2 separate regions of the Triticum aestivum genome follow, and region 2 is linked to region 1. A link is a contact called in public Hi-C data. All regions are on one chromosome and are shown on one strand. The core of a region is the stretch at or near the end of the contact, and the rest is flanking DNA. Distances in the headings are between cores, read along the strand shown. Region 1 holds the start of LOC123189871. Region 2 holds the start of LOC123189872 (endoplasmic reticulum metallopeptidase 1).

Region 1 (2,871 bases), core at 208-2,707:
AAGCTAAACTTCCCATAATTCTTTTTTTTTTTTGCGGGGAAACTTCCCATAATTCAATATGTGTATTTTTCAGATAGCGAATTTGCTAATTCTCATCTACAATGTCTCATCTAACTCCTACACTGCTGATTAACCAAGCAAAATCAATGGGGAAAAACCTATGAATCTCCGCGTAGAATTCGGCGGTGTAGGAGTTAGAGTAGACTTTATCTAGTATAGATGAGAGCTAGACACATCCGATAGATATTATTAATGGTCAATTATGTCAGTGCGTGCTCACTGTTCAGTAGGGCCACAGTGTCGTTATATTGGAAGAAAAATGTGAGTAATCTTGTCACTTCAGAAAGGTGTAACACTCAACCGAAAGCAATTTCTTTTACCATTTATGCTCCTGTATCATGAGATCGGGTTGGCAAAGACAGGCATTTCTTCTCTGTTCAGCAACTTCGCCCAAAAACAGCAGTACAACCCACTGCAAAAAGCTTAAGACTACACGAAAGAAAGAAATAAAATACGCACGCCGACGCCTGACCAACCAACCTAGCTAGCCTTTTCCTCCAGGTGCCCCTGAAATTTGTCACGCCATGAACGAACGAACGAACACCCACCCGCTCCCCTTCCGTCAGGATCGCATGTCTTCGCTACTACGGTTTGTTTTTGCTACGCATGCCAAAAAGGAGGGCCCGAAACGAGCGAAACAATTAGTAGTAATGATCTCGCTTCGAGGCTATACTGCGGCGCATACTGGACCAGCCGCCGGCGATCGAGCCATGCCGATGCCATGCATGCTCCGTCTCCGGTCAGTCAGTCCTCGAAGCCGGTCCTCTTCCAGACGGCGTCGCGGACGCGGCTGAGGTCGCGCCCCTTGAGCGTCCTGCCGACCCCCTCGTGCACCGACAGGGACGCGGCGCGGCTGCGCCACGCCAGCTCGTGCGGCGGCACCACCGCGCCGCTCCGGCAGCCGGCGCCCAGCTTGCCGTAGTCGTCGTCGTCGTCGCCGTAGAGCTCCCACTCGCCGGCGTGGTGGCCCCTGTACTCGACCCCCAGGATCTTCTGCCAGTCTGGGATGCTCATCGGCAGCGACCCGGGCACGGCGCCGGGGCCGGCATGGGCATGGTCCAGCGGCTTCTTCCGGCCGCTGGCGCGGGCGGACGACGGGATCGTGCGGGCGCGCGCGAGCTCCGCGGGGCCGGAGTCCGCCCCGCCGAACGAGCCCCAGACGTCCGACTCGTCGAACTCGTCCGCCGCGCTGCCGGGGCTGCCCCGCGCCGCCGCGCTCCGGGACGGCGTGAACATCCGGTACGCGTGCTTCGCGGCCGCCGACCTCGCGCTCCCGGCCATGGCGCTCTCGTCTGTGCCTCGAGCTTACCGTGACGCCTCAACCACCGGTCTTTGGCGGAGGGAAGAGTGCGGGGTTGTGAGGAGGGCAATGGTTTTGGAGTTTGTGTGGGTTGGTTCGTCCAGGTTGGATTTTATAGGAGCATAGCCTAGTGGGTGGGTCCACGCCGCAGCGAGACATGGACCGGAAGCAGATAAGACTTGTGCTTGGAATGACGGTTCTAGCCTCGCGTGCCTTCCGCAGGGTGCACGGTTGCGTCGCTGTGCCATACGCTCACACTTGTCCGGCATGATGGCTGTACACACATTTTCCCCGCAAATACAATATGACCTTTTTTAGGGGACAATATGACCTTTTAATTGCATTTCTCTAAGGCCTTGGTTTGGAGGATTTTCCTGAGAAAAACCTAATGAATATGACCCGATTGAAAGTTTCCTATATATGCATTTGATTTGTAGGAAACGTATACTCCCTCCATCTCAAATTACCTGTCGCGAAAATGACTAACACAATTCAGAAAATTACCAGAGTGTGGCAATTTTAGAAAACTTGTAAACATTGTGTGGTATATTTGGAATGTTTCATTATACCATGTACTCATATCAAATCGCCTCTAAAAGGGCTCACCCGTCAAGTCGATGACACATGCCACATGGAATATAGAGGCAGAAGCTAAGGCGGACCTACACGGGCGCTTCGGTGTAGGTGGACATGGGTGATCGAACGGCCAACATAAACCACTGCCTCAAACACCGCCCCACGCAACGTCAATCTTTGACGCACTTGACACCTTGCACAATGTCAATGAGTGATCATGTTGGCACTAACCTTGACATAGCTCATGCCGTCAATATTACGGAATTGTGTGCCAGCTTGATCTATCGCTCCAAAACAGATCCGTCTCGTAGTACCGAGCCAGCAACATTTTGTTAGGTTGCACTAGCAATTCCGTGGCGGTGTTTTGCGAGCTAAAACACGCAAACAAACGAACAAAATATGTACACACCAACCTCATCGCAGGTACGTCCTATCATATCTTCTATATCTAAATAGCTAGCCCCCATTAACATATTTCTCTCAACATGTAAGCATGCCACCTCATCATTCAACATGCATAAGTAAAGGCCCACCTTAATATGCAACTATTAATATTGAAAATCCACTACAACATGCATGCATGTAAAATTTCATTTTATTATGCTATTTACATTTAATTCTTATATACTTTCAAAAACTATTGTTTCAAGAATTCATGTTCCATATAATCAAAATCTCATTGAAATATTGCAAACATTCCCGCAACAACGTGTGGGGCATCATCTAGTTTCATATAATGGGTAAGAACATGGTATTTTGTGCCATTCAAGCATTTTGGGTACATTGGTGACAATTTGCTTAAATGAGGTGCCCAGTGCTACAAGCTCATGAACTTTGGGCTTACAGCACAAAAGTGTTATCTGGTAAAAAAAGATGTCTTATAATTACCATCCCACTACTACAAAAAAGGCTATATCATGCATTACATGTGAGGG
Region 2 (2,871 bases), core at 176-2,675, 380 kb before region 1:
TCACATGGATCCAGGCTAAATAAAATGCAGATCGGATAATCCCAGTTTTGTTCAGGATCGGATAATCAGTATGTTCCACCACTGTAAGAACTGGGTGTGTGCTAACAGCTAACCTCCCACGTTTCCACATGAGAAAATGCATGCACAGTCTAAGCAGTAGTAATCAGACACTACACAGAGTCTCAGGGCGTCCTAATTTTTCAGTGATGTTCTTCGCGCAGTTCAACTGACACCCCATGGTTCACAGTTTCAGAGCAGGGATGCTCCCCAAGTTCAGAAGCTAGGTGGAACAGGTCCCTACTCCATAGTCAGCTGGTTACGAACGGGAAACTTGAAAACAAGAGAACGGATTGGCTATTCAAGACGACCACAAGTCGTTACTGAAACAGGAACTGAAACTCTGAGAGTCTATGGATGAGAAGTGGCCGCTTTTGGCTACATGTTACGTTACCATAAAAGAGGAGGCAGAGAATTGGTAGGTTGATTCACATTTACTGCGTCCAAGGTTCTTTTTAAGAAGCCAGAGTGTGTGGACCAGGGCAGCAAAGTACTAGCATATGGCAAGGAGAATTTCCAGCCTTGAATATTTCACACAAGGGCGGCAAAAAGGGACCCAGCTTGCAGTTCTAGACGGTGCATTTACCAGAGATCATGGGAAAGTCGTGGCCTGCCTGTCAGGCTTGAGAAAAGCCAGCCATTAATTACCAAGAACAGGTTGCAGCACCGTGTGACATCTGAAACTAATTACCCAGCTAATGGCGATCTCAGTTATGAAGTTTCGAGTCAATGGCACAATTAGCCACGGAGGGCGTTGGGGATTCAGACTTGCCCCAAAATTCTGTTTCCTTTTACCGATTAAACTGGTATCGACACTAGTATTAGTTCTATATAATTGACAGCCAAGACTCTACTTCCTATGTGGGCGAGGTCATCTGAGAGATCGCCTATGAGTGATGGACAGGATTAGTAGCGGCGCACACGCAGGAAACGAACCCGCAACTAACTACCATGATGGAGGGAGCTGCTAGTAGAGAGAGGAAGATTCAGATTCGGTTTGCGAAGGGAAGAAACGGAGCAGAATTGTATAGCAGCAAGCTAGTGCCAGCGCTTTCCTCACCAGTGGAAGAAGAATCCACGCCCGTGCGGATCTCCAGAGAGGCCGGCGGCGAGGGGAGCGGAGCTCTTGCTTCGGCGGGGAGGTTATCTCGGCGTGGACTGCAGTCTGGACTCTGGAGGGGATGGGGCGGCAGGCCGTTAGGATTTCGGTCGCCTCTCTCTATTTTTTACGCGAGGGAGGGGAAGCAGCAGGGAGACGCCCGCGCCGCGCGGAGCGGAGATTCGGGGTTATGATGAGGGGAAGGAGAGGGGGGAAGAAGGAAGGACGGCGATCGCATCGCATCGCAGGGACCCAAGAGCGTGCCTGGCCCGTGGCCCGTGCTAGGAGGAGTACTTGGACGTAGGCAGACACGAGATGCTGGACTGGTGTCGTGTTGCGCGGGGTGTATGGGCCATATGGGGCGGGACGAGGCACTGTGCGCCCTGCCCGCCTCTGTGACGAGCTCACGAGCCCGTCCGTCGCCCGTCCCCTACTTCTCTGTTCCTCCCGTGGCGTGGAGGACCGCAAGGATGTCAGGCACAGGGTCCCCTCTGAAGCGTCCCGTGTTCATCTTCTTGTTGGCTGATGACACGGTTTTGTCCGTCCAGAGCTCGAACTGCTTTCCCGTGATTTTATTTCGTTTTTTTAAGTTGGAAGAAGAGCTGCTAAGATTCCATTGAAGAAGAAGAATTCCGATGGCTGAAACTGCTCGGTTAGTTAAACTAGGTCTAATAAAGCACCACAAGACATACAAAGGCGCCAAAAGGCTGAGCCAACACAGCACAAAACCAAAGGCACATTGCCGAGGAGGTCGGTGTCATCATACATCGCCATCCACGCTCATGGCCCGACGACTTTGGCTTCGCCAAAACTTCACCCAAGAGGACCATTTTGTTGTACTGATCATGACCGCCACAAAGCATGTTTGACGGCCTCATCGACACTTGAGAGAGAAGAGATATCCGATAGAGGAGTGGCCATGTGCCGCTCCGGTCTCGAGAGGACGACCAACCTGACTTGTCTGTCCAAAGTGCTTCAATCATGCAACACCGCTAGCCAACTACTGGCCACAACCTAATGCACCACCGCAAACATCTTGCCACCGGGAGCTCCCGGTCAACTGCTCAACCACAGACAAGGTGCTCCTGCCAAAAGGTCAAATCTCCAAAACGATGCTTCCATCAAAGAAACGACGCCAAGAACGTCGCCACTGTCGATCCGATAAGCGGATCTCGGCTTTCACCCGAGACTATAACTCAAGAGCGGGATAGGTGCAAAACTCCTCGGTGAAGCCTTCAACAAGGAAGCAGCATACGCATGTGTTGCCATCACCGGCTAAGAGCGAGACTTTCTCCGCATAAATGCGCAGCTACGCCAAAGACCATGCCCTGGACGCACCCACCACAAGAACTGGAGACTGCTGCTCCTTCGAACTGGAGACTGATGCTCCTTCCATCCCGACCAGAGGACAACCGACGACTCCGCTGCTCACCAGAGAACCCAGCACTCGTCACACATCGTGCCCAGATCGGGCCCATCATCGCCCGAACCAGATCTGGCTGGCCCAAACCGCCATCGCGCGCTCATCCGGCGAACCTCCTCGGCGCCACCGCATCACCACATCTAGCGCTAGACCGCCACCACCACTAACAAATGTGCACCGGTCCGCCGCGAGCCGAGGCCTGATACATCTCCAACGTATCTATATTTTTTATTGTTTCATACTATTATATTATCAATCATGTATGCTTTACATGCAATTTTATATCATTTTG

What was found. A called contact is a pair of places that touch in the nucleus more often than the background predicts.
Region 2: a contact with region 1 is called in a Hi-C map of leaf, with 3 times the contacts expected there. The contact joins the promoter of LOC123189872 here to the promoter of LOC123189871 in region 1. A contact is called at or near these places in 1 of 5 Hi-C or Micro-C datasets (leaf) and 1 of 1 datasets of contacts at active chromatin or transcription factors (leaf).

What each region holds. Positions count from the first base shown.
Region 1 is chr2A:626,911,675-626,914,545 of IWGSC CS RefSeq v2.1, reverse strand. LOC123189871 reads right to left here and starts at 1,457. Exons shown (of 1, transcript XM_044602388.1): 1 at 364-1,457. The coding sequence starts at 1,341. The coding sequence ends at 805.
Region 2 is chr2A:627,292,879-627,295,749 of IWGSC CS RefSeq v2.1, reverse strand. LOC123189872 (endoplasmic reticulum metallopeptidase 1) reads right to left here and starts at 1,425. Exons shown (of 14, transcript XM_044602390.1): 1 at 1,118-1,425.